4 separate regions of the Zea mays genome follow, and all the other regions are linked to region 1. A link is a contact called in public Hi-C data. All regions are on one chromosome and are shown on one strand. Each heading gives the region's core, a stretch centred on a gene start, on an enhancer-like site or on the middle of the called end of the contact. The rest is flanking DNA. Distances are from core to core; before and after follow the strand shown.

Region 1 (7,215 bases), core at 2,738-5,237:
CACTTGTAGCAAACCTTCTTGGAGCGAGGCTTGTAATCTTTCCCCCTCCTTTGCTTGAGGATATATTTGGCGAAAGATTTTGATGACAAGCACCATTTCCTCGTTGTCGAGCTTGGAGGTGTCGATGGGTGTTCTACTCGGTGTAGACTCCTCCTTCTTCTCTTCCGTCGCTTTGAATGCGACCGGTTGAGCTTCGAACGTAGAAAGAGCTTCGAACGTAGAAAGACCGTCAAGCTCGTTGATCTTCCGTGAGCCCTTGATCATAAATTCAAAGCTCACAAAATTCCCGATTACTTCCTTGGGAGTCATTAGTGTATATCTTGGATTGCCACGAATTAATTGTACTTGAGTAGGGTTAAGGAAAATAAGTGATCTTAAAATAACCTTAACCACCTCATGGTCATCCCATTTCTTGCTCCCGAGGTTGCGCACTTGATTCACCAAGGTTTTGAGCCGGTTGTACATGTCTTGTGGCTCCTCCCCTTGGCGAAGACGGAAGCGACCGAGCTCCCCCTCGATCGTTTCCCTCTTGGTGATCTTGGTTAGTTCATCACCCTCGTGCGCGGTCTTGAGCACGTCCCAAACTTCCTTGGCGCTCTTTAATCCTTGCACCTTGTTGTACTCCTCCCTACTTAGAGAGGCGAGGAGTATGGTTGTGGCTTGGGAGTTGAAGTGCTTGATTTGGGCCACCTCGTCCTCATCATAATCCTCATCCCCTACGGATGGTACCTGTGCTCCAAACTCAACAACATTCCATATACTTTTGTGGAGTGAGGTTAGATGAAATTTCATTAAATCACTCCACCTAGCATAATCTTCACCATCAAAGGTTGGCGGTTTGCCTAATGGAACGGAAAGTAATGGAGTATGTCTAGAAGTACGAGGATAGTGTAAGGGGATCTTACTAAACTTCTTGCGCTCATGGCGCTTAGAAGTTATGGAGGGCGCGTCGGAGCCGGAGGTAGATGGCGATGAGGTGTTGGTCTCGTAGTAGACCACCTTCCTCATCTTTTTTTTCTTGTCGCCACTCCGATGCGACTTGTGGGAGGAGGCTTTCTTCTCCTTCCCTTTCTTTTTGTTGCGGGACTCTTCCGATGAAGCCTTCCCGTGGCTTGTAGCGGGCTTGTCGCCGGTCTCCATCTCCTTCTTGGCGTGTTCTCCCGACATCACTTCGAGCGGTTAGGCTCTAATGAAGCACCGGGCTTTGATACCAATTGAAAGTCGCCTAGAGGAGGGGTGAATAGGGCGAGACTGAAATTTGCAAAGTTAATCACAACTACAAGCCGGGTTAGCGTTAGAAATATAATCCGCAAGAGAGGGCGGAAAACAAATTGCAAGCAAATAAGAAGTGTGACACGTGGATTTGTTTTATCGAGGTTCGGTTCTCGCAAACCTACTCCCCGTTGAGGTGGTCACAAAGACCAGGTCTCTTTCAACCCTTTCCCTTTCTCAAACGGTCCCTCGGACCGAGTGAGCTTTCTCTCTCAAATCAACCGGGAACAAAACTTCCCCGCAAGGACCACCACACAATTGGTGTCTCTTGCCTTGGTTACAAGTGAGTGTTTGATCACAAGAAAGAATGAGAAAGAAGAAAGCGATCCAAGCGCAAGAACTCAAAAGAACACGACAAATCACTCTCACTAGTCACTAATGCTTTTGTGGAATTGGGAGAGGATTTGATCACTTGGGTGTGTCTTGTATTGAATGCCTAGCTCTTGTAAGTGGTTGGAAGGTTGAAAATTTGGATGACTTGAATGGGGGTGGTTGGGGGTATTTATAACCCCAACCACCAAACTAGCCGTTTGGTGAAGGCTGCTGTCGCATGGCGCACCGGACAGTCTGGTGCGCCACCGGACAGTGTCCGGTGCGCCAGCCACGTCACCAGGCCGTTGGGTTCCGACCGTTGGAATTCTGACTGTTGGGCCCGCCTGGATGTCCGGTGGCACACCGGACATGCATTGTAGAGTGTCCGGTGCGCCACTTCGCGCGTGCCTGACTCCTGCGCGCTCTGGCGCGCATTTAATGCTTCTGCAGGTGACCGTTGGCGCGAAGTAGCCGTTGCTCCGCTGGCTCACCGGACAGTCCGGTGAATTATAGCGGAGCAAATTCTCGAAGCTGGCGAGTTCCTGAGACGCTCTTCCTTGGAGCACCGGACACTGTCCGGTGTACACCGGACAGTCCGGTGAATTATAGCGGAGCGCCTCTGGATTTTCCCAAAGGTGAAGAGTTCAGCGTGAAGTCCCCTGGTGTACCGGACAGTCCGGTGCGCCAGACCAGGGTGCCTTCGGTTATCCCTTGCTCTCTTTGTTGAACCCAATTCTTGGTCTTCCTATTGGCTAAGTGTGAACCTTTGGCACCTGTATAACTTATACACTTAGAGCAAACTAGTTAGTCCAATTATTTGTGTTGGGCAATTCAACCACCAAAATCAATTAGGAAATAGGTGTAAGCCTAATTCCCATTCACCAATGTTGGGGACTTGTTCTCAAATGCTATGAGTTAAGAACAAGGCAACACAAAGAATGTTAAATGTTAATGCCCTTCGTCCATCGAAGCATTATTTCCCTTGGGATATAATGATCTTCGGACGAAGGTCATGAAGGACATACCTTCATCATTACAGCATACGATAATGAAAAGAGAATCACATGAAATGTGAAAGGTAACATGAACAATTATGTATCATTATCAGCTCATTTCTATTTTATTATCATAGAAAAATAGAAATGATATCAAGTTACAAATGTACCTTCGGCTTGAAAGAAGGTAAAAGTACGAGCGTGACGCAAAAGCAAATGCCAAGTCAGCATGAACAGTGCAGGAGCACTGTTTATCTATTTATAGGCACGGGACGCAGCCCATGTAAAATTACACCCATGCCCTTTACATTTGCTAATGACTCTATAGTGACCCATCAAGGTCTAAATAGCATTTTCCCTTTAAAGTCAGTTCCCTTTTCTGCTATCATATCGAAGCTCCTTTGCGCATTGCTTCGGCTCTGCGTCAACCTTCGTATTCTTCGTGCTTATCACACTGTGGTTCTGCTCCAAGTCCGAAGATACCTGGTCATGTAATACACTCCAGAAACATTGTTAAATCATGTTTTTGAGGACCTTCGGAAGACGAAGGCCCCCAACAGGGCGGAAGCGACACATCGCGCTAGGGATGGGGGTGGGTGGGGCACGACCATCACGTCGGGAAGGGGGCGACGCATGAATGGCCTGACATAGTCATCGAAGGCTGGTTGTCGATGGAAGAAGACACCGAGGTTGGAGGGGCGCTGGAATGGGGGCGGAGCACGCAGGGAGATGATGCGGGGCACAGTAGAGGCAAGACGGGGCAGGGGCACGGACGTTGTGTACGCCCTTGAGTAGTATAGATTGCATATTAGAGCAACTCCAAGAGATTAGCTAAAAAGGCTAGTAAAATTTACCGATTTAGATACTCTAAAATCGATTTTACAGAAAAAGTGTATGTTAATCCAACAGGCTCGGTAAACCTACAGATTGAATGGAGAGTGAAGCAGGCTATCCAAAAATAGAGAACGAAGGTGGAGGGATAGAAAGCCACTAAATTTGAAGATTCATTTATAGAGTCTATTGGACACACTTTTCTTCTAATATTAGCTAAATTTATCTTTACAAACATATATACTTAAGGTCTGTTTGGTTTGTGGCTAAATGTGCCACACTTTGCCTAAGGTTAGTCGTTCGAATTGAAAAACTAACCTTAGGCACAAAAGTTAGGTAAAATGTGGCAACTGAGGTAGTGAACCAAACATGCCTTTAGTCTCTTAGAGTTGCTCTTAGTCAGCGTTTATAATTAGCACCGAGTCTATAAATTATGGGTCTGTTTGAACATATGAATTATAGATATGGCAATTTTGCGAAAAGCAAATAGCGCATTCTCTCGCGCGGCGATGGCAGGGAGGCTGCTCCTTTGATTGGGCTGCTACCTCATGGGCGATTGGGCTGTAAGGCAGCCCACCTTTCTGAAAAAAGAGGCCTGGAAAGCCCAGCTCCACCAGCTAAACACAAACAGCGCGCTCCTCATCGCCTCCTCGTTCGGCGACGGCGCCCTGCAGACCGCAGTTCGACTCGGCAGGCAGCTGGCCAACCGCCGAGCCGGCGGACCACCAGACTCGGAGACCTCCTCCGCAAATGCGAGCCAGCAGGCGCCCTTGACTCCTGTGGTTGCAGTTCCCGCCTGCTCTTCTTCCAGAGTTCCCGCTGCCCGGCTTCGGCGGTTGGCGGCTGGTGCGGAGGCGTCCGCAGGATTACGGCGGCATCCGCAGCAACCAGGCCCCGGGCCTATCCAGCACGCAAGCACGGTGCACGGCAGTGCCCGTCGCCGGTTCGCCCCTCTACACTGCGTTAGTGCTTTGCGTAGCACAGCGGCTCGGGTAGCTGTACTATAAATTATAAAAGCACTGCACATTGAAGTGTCAATTGATTCATCCCTTTTTTGATTGCCGGTTATTAGCTCTTGATGATTAATTCCAGTTGCATCACATTCTGTACGAGGCTACGATAGAATACAATGGAAGAATATCTTAAAAAAGATATCTCGAAGTACGGGAACTAAAGAGACCCCTGCTGAGAAAAAAAAGCCACGCATTTAGTTTGATGATAGTATGAGATTTCTACCCTCAGTCGGCAGAATATAAATTTGTTATGAGCATAAAAGCATGTTCCGAGCAGTTTCAAACCTTTTGGCTTTGGCCAAACGCTGCCCCATCAGCCGGCCTGCCTCTTCTGTGACCAAGCAGTGAAAACAACCAACCATGTGCTTTCTTCCTGTGTGTTTGCCTAGGAGGTCTGGTCCGTCTGGACTTTGGTGCTACAAAGATTAAATCCGATTGTGAGGCCGCTTGATGCTGATAGTTAAATTCCTTGTGGTGTTGAGCATCCACATCTTTGCCTAAAGAGGCATGGAAGGGATTTTGGCCATGTTTGAATGCACCGGAGCTAATAGTTAGGCAAGTTAGCTGCTAAATTAAGTTGTAGACATTCAAACAGTCTAGCTAATAGTTCAACTATTAGCTAATTTTAGCAAATTAGCTAATAGTTAGCCAGCTAATTTAACTAGTATTTTTTTATCCAACTAACCATTAGTTCTAGTGCATTCAAACACTCCCTTAATTCCTTGGTGGTGCTAGTCTCCTAGGAGCTGGTGAAGCATAGGGAATGCCTGTGTTATTTAGAGAGTTAGACCGGATACACAAAGTGTGATTTAGTCCGTGGCCATTGAATGGCATTTGTGGTGTCTGGCTGGAGGGTTGCCCCTCCAGGATTTTGTCCTGAGGGCTGGCTCCTAAGGGTCGTGGTTGTGTGCCTATCTTGCTTTTGCAAGTGTGTGTTGTATTGTTTTCCTTGGGGGCTTTTAAACCCCTAGGGGAATACCTCTTTCCTTTCTTGATAAAATGACACGCAGTTCTGCTGCGTGTTTCAAAAAAAATATTTTTGTCAAACTATAAGATCAAAACAAAAGATCAATAACTTGTTTCAATGTTAGTTCTATACATCTCTTTGCATGTGTATCACCAACTCTACAATGAAATTCCTCATGGAGAAATGGTGCTCGATCTGTCACTATTCACTACCTTAACAAAGTTCTTATGTGGCTGGTCCTTAATGACTTCTGCTGATGAAGTAGCCAGGATTCGAAACCCCAAACAGTACTACTGAAAGTAGCTGGTTCTGCAAATTAGCAAAGTACTTAATTTCAGTTACAATTTACAAGAGAAGGTTCTTGATGGTTTTAACTGATTTAGCTGGTTTGATGTAACATTGTCACAAGGACATACAGAAATTCAGAGGAAATCATGTCTTTTTTCCAATCATCTCTTGACTTAAATCATTATGTGCAATCAGCATTTAAATCAAATAATACATTTGACTGTTCGGTTATGGGAACCATCTGAAAATGTTTTGTCTATTTCTTTTCTGATGCAGGAATGTTTCTTCTATCATTGATGGCTAATGGGTCGTTAGAAGAGCACAAAGATTTATATCTCCAATGATCCTGTCACGGTGGCTCAAATGCACTGCTGAATGGTTCAGGCACAGTAAGGATTTATCGCGGGAAGTTCCTTCTTGCAACTACTCCGTACTCGCTTCAGTTCACCATGATGACTCAAGCGGTGATGAAAGGCTGAATTATGCTTCTGATAATGAGCCTATCCAGAAACAGCAGAAGTCTTTGAGCTCTTACAGTGTTGTGCAGGCTCTCCGCTGCCTAAGGAGGAAGCCTGCAGTTGCATTTGCCTACTTTAAAGATATACATAGCCTTGGTTTTAACCATGACTTCTCAACCTACTCAGAGATCATACAAATTTTATCCCATTCATTCCAGGGGAAGATGTTGGTATCCTTGTTTTGTGAGATTCTTTCGGGAACTGCTAATGGTGACCCAGAAATCTTAACACTTATTGGTCACTTGAGCAAAACTTGTGCCACTTCTCACATACTCTCATATGCAGTCAATTGCTTAATCAAGGCATACACTAACAGCCACGACGTACAAGAAACAGTAGAGATGTTTTGTCACCTTTGCAGGCTTGGATTTGTTCCTACACTTTGGGCTTGCAGTTTCCTTATCAAATTTGTATCCCAGAGTGGTGATTCAGATATGGTTGTTAGAGCTTATGATCAAATGAAGTGCTTTCAGTTGATGCTGGATACTCAATCATTGAACATAGTCATTAGGTCGTTTTTTGAAGTAAATAAGGCAGAAGAATCATTTCAAGTGTGGGTTAGGATGATTGAAATGGGAATGAAACCTGATGCACATGGATACTCATCATTTATAATTGGCCTTTGTGATTGTGGAAAGTACGATCTAGCTTATAACATGGTAAGCAAATACACTGTTCTTCATGAGATCACCCAGGAAAGGGTTGCAATTGAGTCCATCGCTTATAATATGGTAATTGATGGACTATGCAAAGAAATGAAACTGGAGGAGGCTGAAAAAGTCTTGGACATCAAGACCAGACATGGATCTACCCCTGATCTATATGGTTATAGCTATCTCATTCGTAGTTATTGCAAAATGGGTAACTTAGAAAAGGTGTGGCATTATATTGAAGCCATGGTATCCCATGGCATCGAGATAAATTGTTACATTGTTGGTTACCTTCTACAGTGCCTCAAGAAGCTAGGCATGATATCTGAAGTTATTGTTCACTTCCAGAAATTTAGAGATCTAGGACTC
Region 2 (7,215 bases), core at 2,854-5,353, 500 kb before region 1:
AAAGAATTTTTATTTTCACAAAAAAATGAACTTATTTTTCTTAGAAAAATAGAAATCACTTGGTAAAATAGGGTTCCTAAACTAACTCTATCAGATAAAAAAGTTTGAGCATCTTCACTTTGAATGGTATAACTCTCCAACTTTCTCACTAGCTGTCGTAAAAAAGGTCAGCAAACGATTGTGTTTAGGTAGTATATATGGTGGCACAATGGAATTTTGCCCATTTATTTTCACGTGGACATGTCGTGAGGAATCCTCTGCGCATGTATGTTCTGCCGACAGTCACATTCCTTGATATTTGCATATTTGTTATTTGTGTGACTTGATGACAGAAGTTAGAAACTCTTATACTACATATATATCTTAACTTTGTTTTTTTTAAAGAAAACACTTATTATCAGTTACGTACTACTCTATGCCCCTACGGACATATACACACCACAACGGTCTTTTCCAACTGTGGATTTCAAAACAAAATTCAAACACTCAAATATACGACGAAGAGATAAAACATACTCCCTCCATCCATATAAATTATTCGTTTTTGGTTTGTCCTAAGTAAATTATTATAACTTTGATCAAATATTTCATCGTGACTTGAACTACCGTAATATATAATTCTTTTAATTTAAAATAATTTAATTATATATATACATATATTTTTTTGGTCAAAGTTTAAATAGTTTGACTTAGGATAAATCTAAAATGACTAAATTATGTAAACGGAGGGAGTAGAGGTTATTTGGATCTATGAATTAAAACTATTAGCTATTAAGATCATTTGGATCTTTTTATTTTAGAAGAATTAAAATATATTTAATGGGTTAGACTATCTGCCTTAAAAATTATTATTCCATAACTTTCTTAAGTTGCTATGTAAACCTATTTCAAATTGATAGAGTATGAGGTGAAAATTGATTCTATAAATTACCGTTCTATATTCTTATTCTGCAACTTATAGCATGTTCTTCGATTTGCTTTTCTATATTGGAAATACAATGTATAAATGTCTCTCTTGTATGGCTAATAATATTGTATGGCTAATAACAGTATATAAATATATTTCGTATACGATCATACTAGCTGAATTAATATGTCAAAATTATAATTATGAGAATAAATTCAAGTCCAAGGACCCAAGGAGTCTTATACATTACTTTCCAGCTCCTAAAAACAAACGCGGGCCTTAGGTTGTCTCTAACAGAGCGTGTATATGATCGTGTAAAACAATGTTTACGGAGTAAAGTTTAAAATAGGAGTTGAGATAGGAGATATGATAGAGCAAGGTTACTGATAGAGAGTCAACTAGGCTCTAGGCAGCACCGATTATATCATGAATTTTTTAATCATTAAATAGTGCACTAAGAGCAAGGTTACTAAATATAGTTCTTAGTGAGCTTTATTATGTTGTTATGTCATATATAGCCAACTAAAAGCTTAGCCATATAATTACTCTCATATAATACAAGTTGTATGTTTAATACTTGATTAATCTCTTCCTCTCACAAAGTGTTTTGAAGTCTACTAGTAGTCTACTTTTAGTTAGCTACTAGTGAGCAATCGCTTTCCTTTTCTCTCCATTTATGTTTATTCATATCACCATAAATCTGATGTGACATCTCTTACAACCCGCTTATGTCACCTTATTATACTTATTCTTAAGAGACAATCTCGCACATTTCACGATGTATTACTCTCCCCATCACGATGACGAGGACAGAATCTTTCTCCACCATATAGCTTATGGGCATGTTTGATCCATGAGGTCAAACAAAGTGACTAAAATTTAGTCACTCTGGGTGCTAAAAATCTAAACAGGAAGAGCTAAAAGTTATTAAAATTGTAAAAATATATATTTTTAGTCACTTTTAGTTCTTCCCTTTTGAAACTATGATCATGATAATTTATTATTTCATAGCTTCATGTTGGTGTGCATGACCAAGGTAAAAATAATATAGTCCCATTTTTCTAAATTTATTTTTAATGAAGACCCTATTTGTTTGGGTTAGACTATCTTCAGCAGCTTATCCATACTTATTCTCATATTCAAACTCTACTCTACGAATAGTGTAATCTACAGTGCAAAATAGTGCTTATAAGTAAACTTTGATTGAACTACTGGAGTCTGCCTTACCGTTGTTCGTTTATTGGAGTCCATGTCTAGGGCTTGTGTTTTAGGTATAAAAGAAGAAAGAGATAGGTTTATTCAATGTTGTTGTTGTTGAGTGGATAGTTAGGATGTAACAGTTCAAATTGCAAACCAGCTGGAAGAAAAAAAAAGATAGTAAAACGAAATGGAGTTGGGAGTAGCTGGATTGATGTGCCGCTTGAATTGACCTACGGCAATGGGGGAAGGCCGGAAGGGGCTTCGGCCGCGTGCGCATAATTTCTAGAAAAAAAGAAGCCTTTATTTCAGTCATAAATCACCATTTAACTCTAGCTTTTGTCCTGAATTGTCGTGATTCCTCTAGTTCAATTTAGAATCATCTTCTATCCTAGATTTTCTAGATTCATGTGATTCATCTTACAAGATATCATGCTCCTGTAAAATCTATAGTTGACAGCTGTTTCAACAAAATAAATTTCAGTTTTCCATAATCGTCAGCCCATAGTAGCTTTCTTATAGCTCACAGCTAAAATCAGATTTTCGGAAATCTACAACTTAACCAAACAGACCCTTAGTCTTTTCTTGTCCTAGATCTGCCTCTGGCCTCCAGTACTCATTACTCTAGTCGTTCGCTTAGGATTAAAGTCGTCTGTTTGAACTGCTGCAACTGTAATCTATAGAAAAAAACACTTTAGAAGTAGTAGAATCAAGTACAGATTAAAGGCAAGATAGCACTATTTTTTAACCCACAATCCAGCAGCGGACCTATGTTATGGGGAGCGGGGGCACAGGCCCCACTCAATTTCGTTGTTTTAATGGATATTCTATCTTATTCAATGTATTTACAAAGTTTTAGTAGCCCTATGCATTTATTTAGGCCCAGGCCCTCACTCAACCTTTGGGCTGAGTCCGCCCCTGCTCGTGGCAGGTAGCCTCTTGCACCCCTATAGGTCCTGTAAGGATGTTTAGGCTATCTCCAGCAATGTCCCATAAATTTCATCCACTAAAAGAATATTCTATGTCCTTTACAGCACACTCCAAAAGATTTCATCCTTTATATCTTCTCCTTCTCCAGCAGTATACTCTAAATTATGTTCTCTATATGAATAGTGATACCAGATTTTGTATTCTATATTTTTTCGTATTCGACACAAAGAAAAATATTATTTGTAGGTCTCGAAAATAAAATACGCTACATATTGCATTCTTGATTATGTAGCCTAAATTACTCATACTTATTTTTACCAACTCATTAACCAAGCTTTGTAGTTTACATTTTTCCGTATTGGACATGAAAAATGATCGTTCGAATGTCCCTACACAGGAATGGCGATTGGCGGCTGGACGAAAGGCCGATGGAGTTGGTCGTTGGTGCCTGGCTGTGCTCGCGATATCCTCCGCCGCCGGCTTCGTGTTAAATACCGACGAGCTAGATCTGCGACGGAGGGCCAATAAAGTTGGTCGAGGACGAGCTAGATCTGCGACGGAGCACCCGATGTACACCTCGCCCTCCCCTCCTTGCGGCCGCTGCTTCCCCGTCCCTGCGAGTCTGTGACCTTGGCCAGCTTCCACGACCCCTCCTACTTGCTCGAGAGCTTTAGCCCCGGCGCCATGGATGAGAGCTTTGCCAGCACCAACAGAAAGCTTTAGCCCCAGCGCGCGGAGTAGACGAAGGTGTCGTTTAGCGGATGCCCGAGATCCGCTAGCTTTAGCGTGTATGAGGACGTGCTCTAAATTTACCGAACTTTTTAGCGTGTGTTGCTGGACTCATAGAGGAGGTAATTGTCCGCTAAATTTAACTTACAGAATCATTTATCGGTCGTTGTTGGAGACAGCCTCAATAGACCAGTACTCAATCGTATGGAAGTAGAAACTGGCAAATTGCATGGTTGACTTGTGCACCCTATTTATATACCATCCTATCGCTTCATGAGATGCTCCATTCCCACTGCCCTGTTGGGCGGCCTTCAAAACACAGCCCCTCCTCTCTCTCTCTAAGACGGGAAACTGCAGCACATATTAATTAGTAACTAGCTAGGTAGAAGAAGATGAGCTCGTCGATCAGCATGATGGAGGCGAGAATGCCTCCGGGGTTCAGGTTCCACCCCAGGGATGACGAGCTCGTGATGGACTACCTCCTACAAAAGCTCTCCGGCCATGGCCACCATGCCGGCGCTGCCATCGTCGTCGACGTCGACCTCAACAAGTGCGAGCCATGGGACCTCCCAGGTCTGTAGTACTAAAATCTGATTTAATTGCAGAAATAAACAATATCCTTTTTTGCTAATGCATCCAAAGTCTATACTAGATCATCAGAAGTTCTACAACAGGGAATTAGTAAATTAGTAAGAAAAAAATGAATAAGAAGATTGAGCAGCAAAAAAGAACAATTGGCTTCGCCCGGGTTCGAACCGGAGACCTTCAGTGTGTTAGACTGACGTGATAACCAACTACACCACGAAACCATTTGTTGATTGAACTATACAGAAACTGTTATATTATTATTTTTCGTTCGTTGATGTCGATCAGATTCCGCGTGCGTGGGTGGGAAGGAGTGGTACTTCTTCAGCCTGCGCGACCGCAAGTACGCGACGGGGCAGCGCACTAACCGCGCCACGCACTCCGGCTACTGGAAGGCCACCGGCAAGGACCGCGCCGTCGTCGCCGGCGGCGAGGTGGCGGTGGGGATGCGCAAGACGCTGGTCTTCTACCGGGGCCGCGCGCCCAGGGGGAAGAAGACGGAGTGGGTCATGCACGAGTTCCGCCTCCACCCCCATGCCGCGCCGTGCCTGCTAGCAGCAGCTGCGCCAAACAAGGTAACTGATTAGCCTCTGGATAGTCGTGGATCACGTTATTAATTGTCACAAAACCCTTAGAGCTTGTTTGGGAGTAAGTGGAACAAAGAGAATTGAGGGGGCTATAATCCCTTACTATTCAATTTTGAATAACAAGGGATTATAGCCCCCTCAATTCTCTCCATTTCACTTGGTCCCAAACAAGCCCTTAAAGTCGATCGGGCCGGAGTGATGGTGTTTTGAACATCAGAATAGCAGTACGATCCACGTTTGTTTGGTGCTCGTTGAAATGTTTACAAAAGAAGAAGGCGGGGGATGTTGAACTGTTGATGGTCTCCTAAGTTGTCTTTGGCACCACTGTGATGATGCTGAAGAAGCTATTTTACTCATTTGGCTCTAAACAAATCCAAGCATGTAGGGTCTCGTTCAACATGCATTCTCGCATGACAAAGCTACCTGCCCACCCTAATTATTGTACTCATGGCCGCCTAGTCTGCCTCTGCCCATCCGTTACTATCTTTCGGTCAATTCATGCCTACGTCACTACAATCATCCAACCCAAAGCTGTTCCATCAGATAAGCTACAGCTATTTAAGTAAATTAATGATGAGCTGAACATTCCCTTGAAAGGGATTTATTTGACTCTCTATACGACTGATTCTTCTTTTACTCAAGCCTGTAGGATTGCTAGTTTCCTCAAGTAACAGATTTCCAACACAGAATCCTTCAAGTAGCTTGTTGTAAACGATGCTATGTCAGTTCCATCAACATCACACAATAAGCTATTACAGTAAACAAAATTTAATGTGCTGCACATTCCCTTGAGAAGGATGCGATGAATCTCCGGCTGACTAATTCTTTACTTCAAACTGTCAACCAAATTTGTATGATTGCTTATTCCTCAGGTAAACCAACCCCAGAAAAAAAAATGTAACTTTTCAGTGCGACCTGTTGCAAGAGGTGGTTATGTTAGTTGCATCAACATTATGCATCGCATCAGCCTGCTGAATTAGCCTGTCAGAAACATGAAATATATTCCAGCCCTCCCTAGGATGAGGTTTTTTTTTAAATTTCTTTATGGACTATATATAACACGTCTCTGCAAAATTCAGGAGGACTGGGTGCTATGCAGGGTGTTCTACAAGAGCAGAACAACCAGCCCAAGGCCAGAATCTGAAGACGCCCGGGACGGCACCCCATCAGCTGAACCGCAACTGCCGGCTGCCCTGCCGCTTGCGCCCCTCGCTGACACCTACGCCGCCCCAACGGTTGCAGAGCAGGTGTACTGCTTCTCCGGTCTGCCGGCACTGCCATTCAGAAGACCAGTGAGCCTTGGGGACCTTCTGGAGTTCGACGCCTCCGAGAAGGAATCTGTCACGACAGCGATGACCAGTGTCTCGAACAACACTAGTTCAGTGCTGGAGCTGGCTCCAAATTGCAACTGGAACCAGGAAAATGGCATGTCACGGATGTGGAGCCCCCTTGGGATATGAGATAGATCTGTGTTGTTTGCTGGATCTGGATGTATGGAGTGTTAGTACTGAGTGGCCAGTAGGGTTCTGCTGCTTAGATTTGATTAGCAGTGTGACTTGCAGATTGTGTAGATTAGATTATCCGTTATTGGACTAATGGCTTGGCGTAGTATTTGTACATATTACTACTGAAGGAACAGTGTCCTTATCCTTGTTTGGCGTAGTATTTGTACATAGCACCTGCTAAACTTCAGACAATCAGTGAAAGACAAATGTGTACATTGTAACATAGTGTTAAGAAACTCTGAGAGTTGCTAAGTTTTCAGGCTCTAAGTTCTGATGCAATCTCGCCTTCCTTTCACTCTTTGCATTGAGACGTTCTCACGTTCAGCTCAAACTTTTCTATGAATCCACACGTGTTGCAGTAGGTAGATTCCGTCTTCTGAATGGCACTTGCTGGAAGGCAAAAGACATGCCAATCCAGGCGCAAGGCACAGTACTATCCAGAGGTGTAAACTTAGTCCAGATCACTTTGATAAACTGGCACTACTAACATTTTTTTTCAAGAATTCAAGGTGCTCAGACTGAAAGATAACAGATAGATTCTGAAAAAAAAACTGAATGAGAGAAACAAAATCATATTCAATCCTCGTTTCACTCCAATTGTTCCATTCCGAGTATCTACAAAAACAAAATCGAAATAACAAACGAACATAATAAACAGAAGCGATGCCCGATGCATTCGTTTTTAGCATCGCAGCATCCACAAAAATAATTCTCCATCTATTATACCCCCTCCCTTAATTTACGACATTTTTTATACACCAGTTTTTTTTTCTTA
Region 3 (7,215 bases), core at 2,383-4,882, 460 kb after region 1:
TGTTTTTCAAGTGTATTTCTATACTAAGTCATAGATTGAAAGGGAAATGGAGTTTTTGGCAAAGACAAGGCTTCCACTCCAACTCTGACGGTATCATTTACCCTTTGTTGTTACTCCTACAACTCTCATGGTATAACCCTTCACTCGTATTCATTTTACCATTTATGAGGAAGTGTTAGACCCCATAAGGGGAGAAAAATGCAAAAGGGCTATCAAGTTCTCCGTTTTTGGCGCTTAATGCCAAAGGGGGAGAAAACATTAAGCCCAAAGCAAAAGGACCGCACCACCATTTCAAAAAATTTCGAAATGAATTTTTAATTGGTAAATTTCAACTGGTGTATTTTCAATTGGTATCTAGTTTTCAAATTGATATGTGAAAGTAAAATTTCAAATTGGTATCTATCTTCAAAACTTCATATTAAGTATGAAAGAATTTCAATTGGTTTAATTTCACTTCTTATCTATTTCAAAACCCTCTTGAAAGCTAAGGGGAGAATTTCATTCAGGGGAGCTTTTACTTAGTCATAGGAAAAGCATTTGAAACAGGGAGAGGAATTTCAAATCCAAAAATTGCTTCTTGCAATCATATTTCTATACCTTTGACTATTTACAAAAGTTTTTGAATAGATTTCCAAAAGATTTGCAAAAACAAAACATGTGGTGCAATTGTGGTCCAAAATATTAAATAAAAGAAAGCCAAACCATTCACTTTTGTTCATATGTTTAAAATCTTTCATTGGTTTAATTCTAATTAACCTATGCACAACCATCTCAAATTAAAAACTAGTTACATTTCTACACATTTCATTTGCTTTAGTTTGTGTTGGCATCAATCATCAAAAAGGGGGAGACTGAAAGGGAAATAGGGTTAACCATTTCCTATAATTAATTTTGGTGGTTGACGACCAACACAAACACACGAACTAACTAGTTTGTCTAGAATTCAGTATTACAGGTGCATAAGATTCAACATAAACCAAGAATGAAATCAAGTTAGGGACACAATTTAATTGGAGCAAAAGGACTTGAGTGTGCTGAAAAATGGCGCAACAGACATTGTCCGGTGCACCAGGGCCGTACAGAGTCAAACCAGCCACTCTCAGGAAAATGGAGGCGCGCTCCGCTATAATTCACCGGACTGTCCGGTGAGCCAGCGGAGCAATGGCTCTCTACACGCCAACGTTCGTCTGCCGCAATGAACAATGCATGTCAGAAGTCAGAAGGCACCGGACTGTCCGGTGCAGCTAGAAGACAAACGTCCCCAACGGTTGTGCTGACGTGGCGCGCACCAGACAGTCAGTGCACAGTGACTGTCCGGTGCGCCCATCGCCAGCATAATTCAGCCAACAGCTAGAAGTGGTTGGGAGGCTATAAATACCCCCAACCACCTCATTCACTTTCATCCAAGCATTTCTGAGTTCTCATTCATTGTAAGAGCAAAAGCCCAACACTCCCAGACACAATCAAAGCAATCAATCCACTCAAAGCCCCAAAATCAACTCTAGTGCATTAGGGCTTGTGAGAGGATCAGTTGTGTTCTTTGTTGCTCTTGTCGCTTGGTTTGGCCTTTTTCTTTTCCCTTCTATTTCTCAAGTGACTTGTAATCGAACCAAGAGACACCTAAGAGTGTGGTGGTCCTTGCGGGGTCTAAGTGATCCGAGAGATTAAGGAAAAGGCTCACTCGGTCTAAGTGAACGTTTGAGAGAGGGAAAGGGTTGAAATAGACCTGGTCTTTGTGACCTCAATAGGGACTAGGTTCTTTGGAACCGAACCTCGGTAAAACAAATCATCGTGTTCACTCGCCTTGATCCTTGCTTGATTTTTTTCCCCTCTCTAACATTTCCTTGCTAGTGTGAATTTGAGTTGGCTCTCATACGTCATCTGCAATCCTTGAGCAACTCCTAGCAAGAGAGATATTCTTTTGGACATGAATTTAATTCTAACGCTAACCCCCGACCTTAGTGTGTGTTTAAGTTTATAAATTTCAGGTTTCGCCTATTCACCCCCTCTAGGCGACTTTCACTTCATGACGTTCATCCGAAGATCGTTATGTCCGAAAGGAGATAATCTTTTGAAGGGCGAAGGTCCCTAATCTTTAACAATTGTGTTGCCTTATTCTTGATTCACAACATTTGAGAACAAATGACCAACACCATCTAAAATCAGGATTGGAGGTGTGGCCCTACATGACAACCTTTTGTTGAACCATTATACTCTTGTGATCAATTGTAGTTGGTCTGGTTACTTCACCTTAGAATAATACAATGTTAAAGAAAACGACAACTTGTTTTTTAGAGTTTTTATATATAAAGCTATAGAGGAAACATTGGATCCCGGTTAAATAGTGCTCCTCATATTGCTTGAACTTGGATCCTAGTTGTTGTTTGACCTAAGTATGACAAGCATTTGTTATATGTAGTTCAGACTGTGCAAGTATTTGCATAGAGTAATAAACTTCCTTTTGCTTTTCCATTCGCACCGCAAAAATTGAATCCCTCCCTCTCCCTTTTTAATCCTGATGCAAGAACATCATCTATATGCAAGGTGGGGGCGAACTATGAAGAAGCATAAACACATCAAGCAGAGCTACACAACCATCAACAATGAAGCACACAAAAAGTTGTCGCAAAAGTGCAAATACTAGTCATTATGCCCGAATTCGAGGTTGCATAATTTTAAAAATGGGGAACGAGATGCAATCCTACAATCCTATGGGTCTGCAAAGAAAAAAACAAAGTTCTTTACTTGGTTTTCCTTGGATCTAGGGTGGAAGACCGAATCGACGAATCCGACAACGCGCTACGCTTCCTTTTCTCAGCAGCATGGTAAAGACGTTTGCCGATGGCCACTTTCTAAAGTACTTATTTGTCCGAAGTTCCCACGTCCTCAGTACCCGTCGCGTCGACGTCGAGAAGCACCTCCTTCCCGCCTTATTGCTTGCTGCCGCCGCCCTTGTGCGATCTGCCACCGGACCCGCCCAGTGAACAACCACGTCGATCCTAGCTTCACCTGCGACTCCGACACAACGTGCCACGAGGTCGACACTAGCGCGATGCACACACTTTTCAAAAGAAGAGAGGAAGCGAACACTTCAACCGACCGGTGTGTAACGAACGCTCGACATCCTTCACGTTTATTGTGTCTCAGATGACCGCTAAGGTCTCCTTTGGATCAAAGTATAAATTCCTGAATCCTGTGTTTTTGAATTAATTCCTATAAAAAAGTATGTGTTGAAAAGGATCCCTAAAATTTAGTGTGTCGTATAGCGCAGGTTGGTTTAGGTCGTTTTACTAGACCTAGGTGGAACCAGCCTCAAAATCGCAAAAAACTCAGGAGTATTTGAGAATAAAGTTTTTTTTTATAGTTTTGGGATAATACTGCAGTATTCTCAAATACTATATTATTATATACACAAAGGTGTTTGGCAAGGTAGCTTAAGTCTCTGTTTTTTAAAAATGAAGTATTATAAATACTATAGTTGTTTTAGAGTATTCTAAACTTAGGTTTAAACCTTTGTTTTTAAAATTGTAGTATTTTAAACTGTGGTATTGTAATGACTAAAGTATAACGTAGTATTTCAAAACTGTGATTTTCGAAAACTTTGGTAAGGCCTCACCGGCGTACCTCCTCATGGAGTTGGAATGGACGCCGCCGACTCAGCGTAGGGATGGAGTCCTGTGCCGCCGGCCATCTTCAGTACCTGCTCGATCTCTCCGTCCACCTCGCCCATCGACGGCCGGTCGGCGCCGGCCTCCTCGACGCAGCGCAGCACCAGGTCCATGTACTGCTCCAGCCCGCCACCGCCTGGTCCAGCAGCTCGTGCAGGCCGTACAGATCCTTGGTCCGGTCCAGCGCCGCCTTCGTCCCGGACGATGTACCGGCCGGTGGCCGCGCGCCAGCGGCTTCCTCGCCGTGACCACCTCCACTCCTCCAGCATCAGCACGCCGATGCTGTAGGCGTCGCTTTTCTCCGTCAGCTGCTGGCTGCTGCAACATCCCAAAGTGTCGCATTCATCCAGCATTAATTCACTTGCCGTCGATGTCGTTGCCTGCCGACGTCGTCTCCGGCGCCGACGTCCCAGTTTTCCAATGCTCGTTGCCGCCACCGCCGGCTCTTGCCCCTCAAGTCCTCACACTTACGATGGACCGGTTGGCCCACAGTTGCATCTCGCAGATGATGGTCAACCCGCCTCATTCCTACCTGCTACCCGTTGGTTTGTCGATAGGTGCAGTTTTTAATTACGTTTGTTATTTTACACTACAATTGGCACTCACCCTCTCATATGCCACCACTTTATAAAAAGGCAACGAACCCCTCCAAAGCAACGCTGAACTCCTGTATCGAAGTTTTTGATGACCTGAGCCCGTTGACTTGGTGGATTGGAGAAGGCAGCAGCACATCACTATCTGGTTCTTGTGTTCTTGCTGCAATCAGTCGAGATTCAGGCTGCTTTGGATATACTTGCAATCCTTGACAGGTGATTGATTTGCTTTCTTTATACCTGAGCTTCACTTTCATCCCAACATAACTGATGCTTGATTTGCTTTCTTTATGCCTGACCTTCACTTGCATCCCAAAATAACTGATGCTTTAGGTTTGTCTTAAATCAAGCCATTTAGGGCTAGTTTTGAAACTCAAATCCCCTTCAGAATTGGAGGAAATTGAAGGGGAAATAAACTAATTTCACCCTCATTCCCCTTCAATCCCAGAGGGGATTTGAGATTCCAGACTAGCCCTTAAGTTTTTTTAGGGTGGGGGTGGCAGGATTTCCCACCTGAGTTCGTTATATTACATTGCTGGTACGTTGGCCTTTAAAGACTGAACTTAACAATTTGCATTTGGGGGAGTACGGGGAATAGAGTCACTGGCTAAGCCATTTTAATTCCAAATTTATAGAAAATAATCATAATATTTATGACAACAAATATGTATAACATGAAAATATATATCATAATAAATCTACAATATTCATTTGGTACCATAGACATTAATCGTTTTTATTAAATTTTATCAATTTTATAATTGTTTGAATTAGGACAAGCCTAAAATATCAGTTATTTTGGGTCGGAGGAAGTATATTTGTATTTTTTCATTGTGTGCTTCTGCTTAGGATTTTACTAGGATCTAGATATCTCTATATCGAAGGGCAGCTGTCTCACCGAGTCATCAAATCGTGGAGCGATATTTGCAGGGAAGACTTGCCTCGATTTATCCCTTCTATAGACCTTACTCATGTGAGAGCCTCCGGCAACGGAGTCTGCCCCTAGATATCTGCATATCATGGGAATATGAAAAGGCTATCCTGTCCTGTATATCTATTTCTGTTTTGTAGGATTATTAAGGATTTGGAAGGATCCTAGGGAATAGTTGAATCAATAATTTTGGGGGGAAATTACCCTCATCCCTCCAGAATGGAGAACAAGTCAGATGACCTTCAGCACGAGCATGGTATGCCCGATCAGACGTCTCGTCCCTTCACTTCACTCTTACTGTCGGCAACATCTGTCGCCCAAGCAGCACAACAAGATACCGGTTCTGACATCAAATCGCTTAGTCTGCTGCATGGAAGTAGCTTACTCCCACCTGATGATGGTTACATCTGGAAGGCGCGCGCGCAGAACATTGTTCCAGGCTGTGAATATCCCACCATGTATTACAAGTGCGCCCAGGACAACTGCAACACAAATAAATTGGTGGTATGCTCTGCTGATGGTCATCAGGTTCTTGAGACGGTTCTTAGTGGTTGCCACAACCACCCACGTCAGCAAGATTGTGATCTACCCATACCCAAGGTATCAAAAACGGATACTTCAATGCCTGTGTCCAGAGAGGGAGATGATGAGCAACTTTCAAGTTCAAGTGATAGCGATGAAGATGATGTTGACCAAGCAAGAGTTGAAGGTGATGGCAGTGTAACTAGGTAGTTGCTTTAATCTGACTGAACAGCATATCTGTAGGTAGTAGTTACAAATTACTAATTTCTCAACTAACTCATCTGTAACTACTAATGGTGCTTCTACTTGTCAGACATGTGCCACATCCAGCTGAAAGGATCACTGCACAAACTGGAACTGCAAATTCTCACCGACAGTATGCATCAATCTGCCTTCTTTGACTTACATTTTTTAAGTCCATATGTTGCAGCTGGTGTAGTTCATATCTAAAATTCTACAAGGCCTTCACATTTTTGAAGTCCATATGTTGCTGCTGGTGTAGTTCATATCTAAAATTCTTCAAGGCCTTCAATGGATCTTGCCAAACATATTCGATCCCTTCAAATAAAATTCGAGTTGAAGAATGGATAGACATTATTGTCATTATTGAAATCAGCAATTCACCCTTGCGTTCTCCCTCTTTGCAGACATGATGCAATTCCTCTATCTTGTTGATTTTTATGGTGTAGCAAATAGTAAGCAAACAGGAAGTAATTGGAACCTATGAGAATTTGACCTTTATATTTCTCATATTGTCTCTAAATACTTGTATACTTCTATAATTGTGTCCTAAAATGTAGGATGGATCAGGACTTAGATCCTGGAAACAGATTGAGTAGGATGGTCCAAGTTTTCACTAGGTGGTGAGCAAATTGCTTGCACTGAATTTATTCTGTAATCTGAATCACATGTTGGCTTCCTTTTGGTGCGAGCCATGGCTACGTGATTCAGTTCACTTTTTATATATGTTATTTTGTTGCTGATGTAGCATCATGCATTTTTATCATAATTCTATTCCATTGTTTTCAGGTCGTCCGACTAATTGCGATTAGTCGCGATTAGTCGGGCTGATCGGTACTCAGTGCTCGATAAGGGGGTTCGATTCGATCAGGTGATCTGATCGTCCATATCGTTTGACTAGTCGGCGATACGTAGCGATTAGTCGTCTGGTTAGCGATCAGTCACGTTAATTACTCAGTTTCAGACTTTAGTTAAGACTTCAGACTTCAGTTGTATGATGATCTCATATAGGTGTTGCCTTCTTAGTCATGGTCTAGTAAGTTGTAGAATTGCAGTTTCATATAGAATTGTTGCTGGAGATGTACTGCTGTTTTGGACTATTCAAGTATTCATACTGCTGTTTTGGACTATTTAAGTATTCATACTGTTGTTTTGGACTATTTATACTGCTGCCTTGTCTATACTTGTGCTTGTCCTGAGCAAGTCTCTATACTATATAAGTATATATCTATATATAGTGCTATATATGTCCTGGAAATAC
Region 4 (7,215 bases), core at 3,406-5,905, 310 kb after region 1:
TATCCACTAGTTTCTGTTCAAAAGCACAGCTGAAAGGAAGTATGGTTTCACCACCATGTTCCTGCACCCTAATGAAAAAAAGGTATATCAACTCATGTGTGCTACAATATCAGCAAGCAGATAGCATACACTACCAAGGAATATATCATATTATTGGACCAGTAAAGTGGCTTAGAACAGATATAACATGACTAAGATCTATAATGTAAGAAAATTGCAATGTATTTAGGGAAGAGTGTTTCACATAAGGCGAGTTCAAATGTCAAAGAAATAGTCCTATGGCACATGTCACTTAACCTGGATATTGTGGTCCACTAGACGTGTATCACAAAGATCCACCATGAACCAAATAACAAGCTTTCTTAAATCTAGGTTCCATTTACAGATATGATGTGGGACCAACTTGCCAGTGTGGAGCAATCTCTACCAGAAAGCAGGATCCAGATTTTAAAACGTCACTTGGTTGTGCAACAAATGCCAAGAATCTAGGGTTTTGTCACTTGGATGACAAAAACTAGCACTTATGAAAGAGTCTTCGAGAAACGATACCAAGCATGTATCTTGGGTAGAAACTTGTTCTTTTTTCTCTGGAAATCCTTCTCACTCATATTCACCTGCACAAAAAAGTTGGTACAGCTCCCTAGTCATTTGATGGTCAGCCAAGCCATTCAAAAAGGCCATCTACAGTTACAAATTGTAGCCTTTCAATTATTATAAAGGGTCAAATGGTCTATCAAATGGTTAAACTGATAACTGATTGTTGAAATTGATTGGTTGCACAAATGAAAAAATACATTTTCTTTTGCTACAACTTCCCACACATGTATAAATAATCTATTTCATAATTGATCAAGGATAATTATTATAGAACCATTCAAGCCAAACTACAGAACTAATACTGATATCGAGTAACAGCTCCAATACAACCTGCAACAGAAATATAGGTCATGTTTGGGCCAGCTCCAGGAAATTTGGTGGAGTTAGTGGACTAGGTCATTAGGTGCTCCAGAAAATCGTGGAGCTAGAGCTGTAAGCCTTTATAAGACATTTAGATAAGTCATTTTGTTTATTATCTAGATTAAAAATATTTTTGAAACTATTTAAATTAATATTATAAACTACAGCTCCACACTGGAGCTGGAACCTGGAGCCATCCCAAACAACCCCATAGATACAAGGAAACAGAACAGAGTGCATGCAAGAAGGTGATAGGCCATAACAAAACGTGTAAAACATGTTCAACTAGAAAGGCATGCATAAGTATCTTTTTCCTAAACCCAATATGACACCAGTGCAAGCTAAAACCCATGAACTTGAACTTCAACTAGCAAAGTGTCCGTACGATGCTATGGTTTCCATTTATGCTTGAAAGCTTGAGTATAGAATATAAAACACAAATACACGTGTTCTATTGGCTAGATGGGTGCAAATGTGGTTTTGGAGCCAATACGATGATTTAAATCCCCATTTGTGCATAATTTTAGCTTTTTACCATTTAAATGTGGGGGAGCACGACGATGGTGGAAACCGTAGAAACTGGTGCTTCATATAGTAGAGAAGAGAAGTTTTTCATGGTAGTCTATTGACTAATACAATGAGTGCATAGAAAGAAGAAATTCATACCAAATAGACAACTGGCTTAGCTGAAAGTAGCTGGAATGTATTCAAGATCTCAATGTCAGCAGCTTTCCAATCTCCTAAACGGACATCTTTCCCTTCCTCAAGATGGCCTATGACCTGTCCATGGAAAGGAAGGAACATAAGCCGCTGATAAAGAATTTTCATTTTCAATCATATTTTAGTAAGGCTGCTAAAAGACCCATAGTTATGCAGAAGAATTGAAGTAATTGATGCCGCACCCTCTCACATAATTCATGCTCAATTTTGAGCTGCTTATCATTGCTCCTCTTCATTGACTTATCAAGGTCCTCAAGTTTCTTTTTCATGAACTCTATATCCTGCAGAAAATAGAAACAGAACATTGTCGAAAAAAGGTTTTAAGTGTTGTATAGCTGATCTTGTAAATCAACAAAATCCAATGAAACCTTTAGTCTGAGCTCTTCACTAATAGTTTCCATGTCTCTAACAGGATCTACTGTATCGTCAACATGAGTAATTTCTGCGTCTTCAAATGCTCCTGAAAACCATATGCAACACTCGATTAGTTAATAAAGATACAACAAAACGATGTGCAACTAATTAGTTAATGACTAAACATTGATAAAGAACATAAATTTGAGAAGTGGATTACATCGACTAGTCATTTTGGCGTCCATTAGAACTACAAAATATTTATCGTTTTTTATCTGGAATATGGAGTTACTAGCAACAATTATGGGTTATCAGCACACAACAAGAAATAAAAAGGGAAAGAATGCAAAACCAATTATTCAACAGCTATGCATATGTTATGAATAGATAATATTTATACTGATAATAATATACAGCTGCCAGTTTCTATGATTATCACTCATTAATTAATCAGAGATGCTGTTTGCCACAAAATGAAGCAATATGGTAGCCCTATTTTCACTTCATATCAGAAATTCAACTCCTAGTTTATATTTACAGACTACAGAAGCATTAGATCAATCGAACAACTATAGGACTGATAGTATCTTAAAAATCAAATGCATGATCTACAACACAGCAGTAGATGTTGATTAAAATAATGCATAACAATTCGGTAGAATACTAAATACCAACATTAACAACACTAGAACAAAAACATACTTAGGACATGGAAGATTCCATCAACAGCACGTATATGTGAGAGGAATGCATTGCCCAGACCATCCCCAGCATGAGCACCTCTAATAAGCCCAGCTATGTCAGTTACTTCAAGATATGCAGGCACCTGCACAGAATTTCAACGACCACAATGCACATGAAACACGATTTGAACAGTCATTGTACATCTGATGATCTGAAACATAACCTCAGAAAGAGAAATGCGATTTTTACTTTCTGGGTGGGAGCAGCAGAACATTTTTTTTTCAAAACTTAGTCAAATTCAAATAATTTCAATAGAAACTGTAGGGGCTTAAAGGGGTCCTGCCCCCCCTCCTCTCTGTCACCGAATATGGGTAAAGAAAAGAAACAAACCTCACTCTTTGGCTTGTAAAGTTTGCAAAGCCAATCAAACCGTTCATCTGGAACATTCACCCGTGCTTCATTTGGTTCGATGGTACAGAAAGGAAAATTCTCAGCTGGGATAGCCAACTTCGTTACTATGTTGAAAAAAGTTGATTTGCCAACATTTGGCAACCCAACCTGCAGAAACATTAATCCAAAAACTGAATTAGACCTCATCTTACTGACTTACATTGCCATTTTATCAGTGACAAACATGAAACGATCAAGTGGCCAGTGATGGGATTATAACCAAATACAAATGCAATTTTGCCACCGAGCTAATCACATTTGCCAACAAAACTTGATGCATAGTCAGCACTCAGCGGTCAGCGCAGAGTGGCAAAACAATTGAACCATTCGTAGCTTAAAATGTCACTAACATGCGCAATCTAAAGGTACGGGCATTATGATTTGTTAAGCCATGATAGTATACTATTCCCTCCATTCCAAAACAATAGCTACCTTTAGTTTTGTCATCATAAGTCAAACATCTCTAACTCTCACCAAGTTTTTGCAGAAGAAAAAACATATATTAACATCTAAAAGTTCAAATAAATGCACTACCAAGACATATCAATGAAACTAATTTGATGCATTTTTCTATAATTTGATTAAAGTTAGGATAAAGCTAAAGTGAACTATAGTTTAGATTGGATGGAGTATATAAGACCCACAAATGCCCTAGGCCTCTAACATGCCACTAAAGCAAGCAGTACAGCACCATGGTATACAAAAGAAACATACAGAACTACTGCCAGATATAGGCTACGTGCACACAGCAAAAATATATATCAGTGCAATTATTCCAAATCATATCCTCAGCAACCATAAGTAAAAAAACAAGAAGTACAAAAACCAATAATAACAATTCGATCACACCTGACACTCACTAGCCAACTTCCCAGGAACAACACGATAATAGGATCAGGTAAATCTGTGCCAACAACAACCTGAGCCTCCGAAGCAACTATCTCCGTGCACAAGGGGCAGCACACGTACCGCGCGGCTCGAATCAATTAACCACGAAATCACAACCTAAAGCTCCCATCGAGGCATCCACGACTCATTAGCTCAGAGCCCGTAGATACTACCAGAACTTCAGGCGAGCACGGACAACGGCTACCACATGAAGGCCCTTATAACTCCAACCGCCGGTAGCCCCAGCGGAGCTGAGCTCGCTCAGTCCATCCACGGTGTCCCAGAACGGCTACGATCCTAGGGAAGGGAGTGTGCATCGGGGAGGGGATGGAATTGGGCTTACGATCCCGATCTTGAGGTGGGAAGAGAAGCGTCCAAGGATGGGGCGCTCAGACGGCGCAGCGTCCTTCTTGGCCTTGGGAGGCATCGTCGGCGGTCGGCGGTCGGCGGGGATGCGGCCGGAGCAACCTGGGATGGCTAGGGTTTTTGGGGGGAAGCGGAGGGTCAGCTCTTGCGGCTGCCGATCGAGTAGGGAGATGAACACGGATTCGCGGTTGCTGGGCTGGGTTGGGCTGTGAGATGAACGATGGATCGAGGTGCTGTGGGGAGAGGTTTTCTTTTCTTTTTTCCACTAGGTTTTATGTTTGCAACTTGAGCGAGAGATTTAGCCCCTGTTTGTTTCGGCTTTTCACAGTTTCTGGTCACCAAAAGCTGCTGCAAACTGCCAAACACTCAGCTTTTCAGTCAGCTTCTATAAAATTCGATTCGGTAAAAACCATTCAAAATCAACATAAACATATAATCGGTTGAGTTGTCACAATAGTAGTAATCCGTCACTTTATAGATCCTGAGCCCCATGGACAACTTTATCTTCCTCCGCACGTAATCCTAATGATACTCAGATTCTCTGCAAAGCCCGATTCTCCCCACAGCTAGATTCTCGGAAAAACTGGTCAGAAAAAAAGCTGAACCAAAAAGGCCCTTAGGTGTGTTTGGTTTTGTTTTTTTTTAGTTTTTACTTTCTAAGATCATTCCCATTGGAAGTTTTATTATAGTTTTGTTCTTATTAAATAGATGACACATCACTATGTTTGATGACATGGCGCGGTAGAGAGTTTCATGAGAGGAGAGAGAGGGTTTCATCGAGATGAAACTCAAGATACACTGTGTCACTTTTGGAACGGTGCAATGAAACTTCTACTGGGAATGGCATAAAAGACAAAAAATGAATCAAAGGGCTCGATCTAGAAAATAGTTTTTTTCCAAAAGCCGGGTTTCTTAGAGTATAAAATAAAAACACATGTAGATCTGTTTTAGTAGCTTTCGGATGGACTGTGAAAATATATAATCGAAGAACTTTTAGTAATGTACATTAAATGGTTTTTAGTTTTTTTACAGTTCACAGTCCACATCAAATTTTTTCATAGTGTTGGCGTCGATCTGGGCAGCGCAATCACTAGGGATGTATCGTCTGACGGTGCCCTCTGCGACGGTGCGGATGGTCCGTGGCTCTGGGCCGGACGGTCCGCGGCCTGAGCGCAGGAACGACGCCTTCCCTGCTTCACACCGGACGGACCGCACATAGGGTCGAACGGTCCGCGATGGCGCAGGGTCATCTTCCTCCTCCTCGCTAGAACCTAGATCTCGCCCTTAGGGAAAGAAATCTTAGGGCACCCTAGGTCGACATGTCACTCGGGCCATCCCCAGACGACGTGGAGTCGCCTAGGAATTTAGAGATCAATTCGAGGAAGATGCCTTGGATGGACAACTAGATCTTGCCCCCAGAAGGGGTAAGATCCTAGGGTCGTCTTGGGTCAGCGGGCCACCCAAGACGAATCTAGACGACGTAGAGTCGAATATGGGTGGAGGTGGATATGCGAAAGGCTATAACTAGAACTACGCTACATCTACTCCTAGGGCGGGAATGATAAAGAAAGTAGTTGGCTCAATTAGAATGTGTTCGGGGGTTCTCAATCGGTCGTACCCCTTTATATTTATAGGGGAGGAGGTCTATACCTGTTCCTAAAAGATAGCCAACAACTCTCACGTGATTAGATGGATAACCATACACAAGATAAGGATAATCACCTGAGTTGATCTGATCGCGGGGCCGCGGACCGTCCGGGCCCTAGGGCCGGACCGTCTGCCACTTTTTCTGCTCAACACATGGCCCCTGCTGTCGGTGTTTAGAGTCCAACCGCACACCCAGGGTTACCCTTGTGGTGCTTTTGGGTAGGACGGTGTTGTTGATTGTAATTCAATGGTTCATGCGAGACGCACGAGAGAGAGAGAGAGATGATTTTCTGCAGGTTCGGGCCGCTTGGAGAGGCGTAATACCCTACTTCCTGGGGTGGATCTGTATGCAGTGTGTTACAAGTGGTACCTCCTGAATGGAGGAAAGCTAATGAGATAAGTAGATGGGGGATGAAAATGATGGGGTTCCCCTGAGCCTTATATACACGACCGTGGGGCACCCATACGTACATGATGATCACATGTCTCCTAAATAATAGTGAACAGATTGAAGTGGTCTCCTGAAAATCCCGCCGACTCATCCCTAATCCGCCCTGACATTTGAGGGTGCCATGCGCGGGAAAGTCGGACGATTTCTTTAGATAGCGCACGATTTGACGGACTGCCTGGGCTCGAGTCTGTCGTCTTCCCAGACTGGCCCATTCCGCCAATAGCTTTTGCCCGGCCCACGAAGGGATGGCCTTGCGGGGTAACTAGCTCGAGGCCCCGCGCGAGGACCTTTCTCCTTCTAGTGGACCCGGGGGATATCTGTCCCCCACAAGCCCCCAATCTTTGAGTTGATTTTGAAATAATCAGCCCAAAAATTCTTGGTCCGGCTTATGGGTTTGTTATATAGCCTGATTTCTGTTCTGTCGTTGGGTGCACCAAAGGTGCACCCATTGGGTGTAGCCCCCGAGCTTTGAGTGGATTTTAGAAATAATCCATTCAAAGGTCTTTATCTTTATGCTTTAGAAATCAGCATTTTATCTTCAAGGGACTATAAATCTATTGGGTGCACCGAAGGTGCACCCAATGGGTGTAGCCCCCGAGCTTTGAGTGGATTTTAGAAATAATCAATTCAAAGGTCTTCATCTTATGCTTTAGAAATCAGCATTTTGTCTTCAAGGGACTATAGATCTATTGGGTGTA

Evidence for each region. Hi-C and Micro-C count contacts between places; a contact is called where the count stands out from the background.
Region 2: a Hi-C map of tassel shows a contact between it and region 1, with 5 times the contacts expected there. The contact joins the promoter of LOC103641134 here to the promoter of LOC103641135 in region 1. A contact is called at or near these places in 2 of 25 Hi-C or Micro-C datasets (ear and tassel).
Region 3: a Hi-C map of ear shows a contact between it and region 1, with 3 times the contacts expected there. The contact joins the promoter of LOC109942989 here to the promoter of LOC103641135 in region 1. A contact is called at or near these places in 2 of 25 Hi-C or Micro-C datasets (ear and tassel).
Region 4: a contact with region 1 is called in a Hi-C map of leaf, with 7 times the contacts expected there. The contact joins the promoter of LOC100283841 here to the promoter of LOC103641135 in region 1. A contact is called at or near these places in 6 of 25 Hi-C or Micro-C datasets (ear, endosperm, leaf and 1 more).

What each region holds. Positions count from the first base shown.
Region 1 is chr10:62,614,476-62,621,690 of Zm-B73-REFERENCE-NAM-5.0, forward strand. It overlaps LOC103641135 (pentatricopeptide repeat-containing protein At2g26790, mitochondrial), which reads left to right and starts at 3,988. Exons shown (of 5, transcript XM_035963382.1): 1 at 3,988-4,402; 2 at 5,955-7,215. The coding sequence starts at 6,019.
Region 2 is chr10:62,115,949-62,123,163 of Zm-B73-REFERENCE-NAM-5.0, forward strand. LOC103641134 (NAC domain-containing protein 21/22-like) reads left to right here and starts at 4,104. Exons shown (of 3, transcript NM_001301481.2): 1 at 4,104-4,336; 2 at 4,637-4,923; 3 at 6,015-6,692. The coding sequence starts at 4,156. The coding sequence ends at 6,395. It overlaps TRNAV-AAC (transfer RNA valine (anticodon AAC)), which reads right to left and starts at 4,572; the gene lies at 4,499-4,572.
Region 3 is chr10:63,071,966-63,079,180 of Zm-B73-REFERENCE-NAM-5.0, forward strand. LOC109942989 (zinc finger BED domain-containing protein DAYSLEEPER) reads left to right here and starts at 3,633. Exons shown (of 7, transcript XM_035963385.1): 1 at 3,633-4,225; 2 at 4,304-4,477; 3 at 5,111-5,920; 4 at 6,028-6,090. The coding sequence starts at 5,412.
Region 4 is chr10:62,928,097-62,935,311 of Zm-B73-REFERENCE-NAM-5.0, forward strand. LOC100283841 (GTP-binding protein PTD004) reads right to left here and starts at 4,656. Exons shown (of 12, transcript NM_001156739.2): 1 at 4,397-4,656; 2 at 3,106-3,273; 3 at 2,734-2,857; 4 at 2,046-2,137; 5 at 1,860-1,958; 6 at 1,624-1,737; 7 at 550-614; 8 at 1-68. The coding sequence starts at 4,480.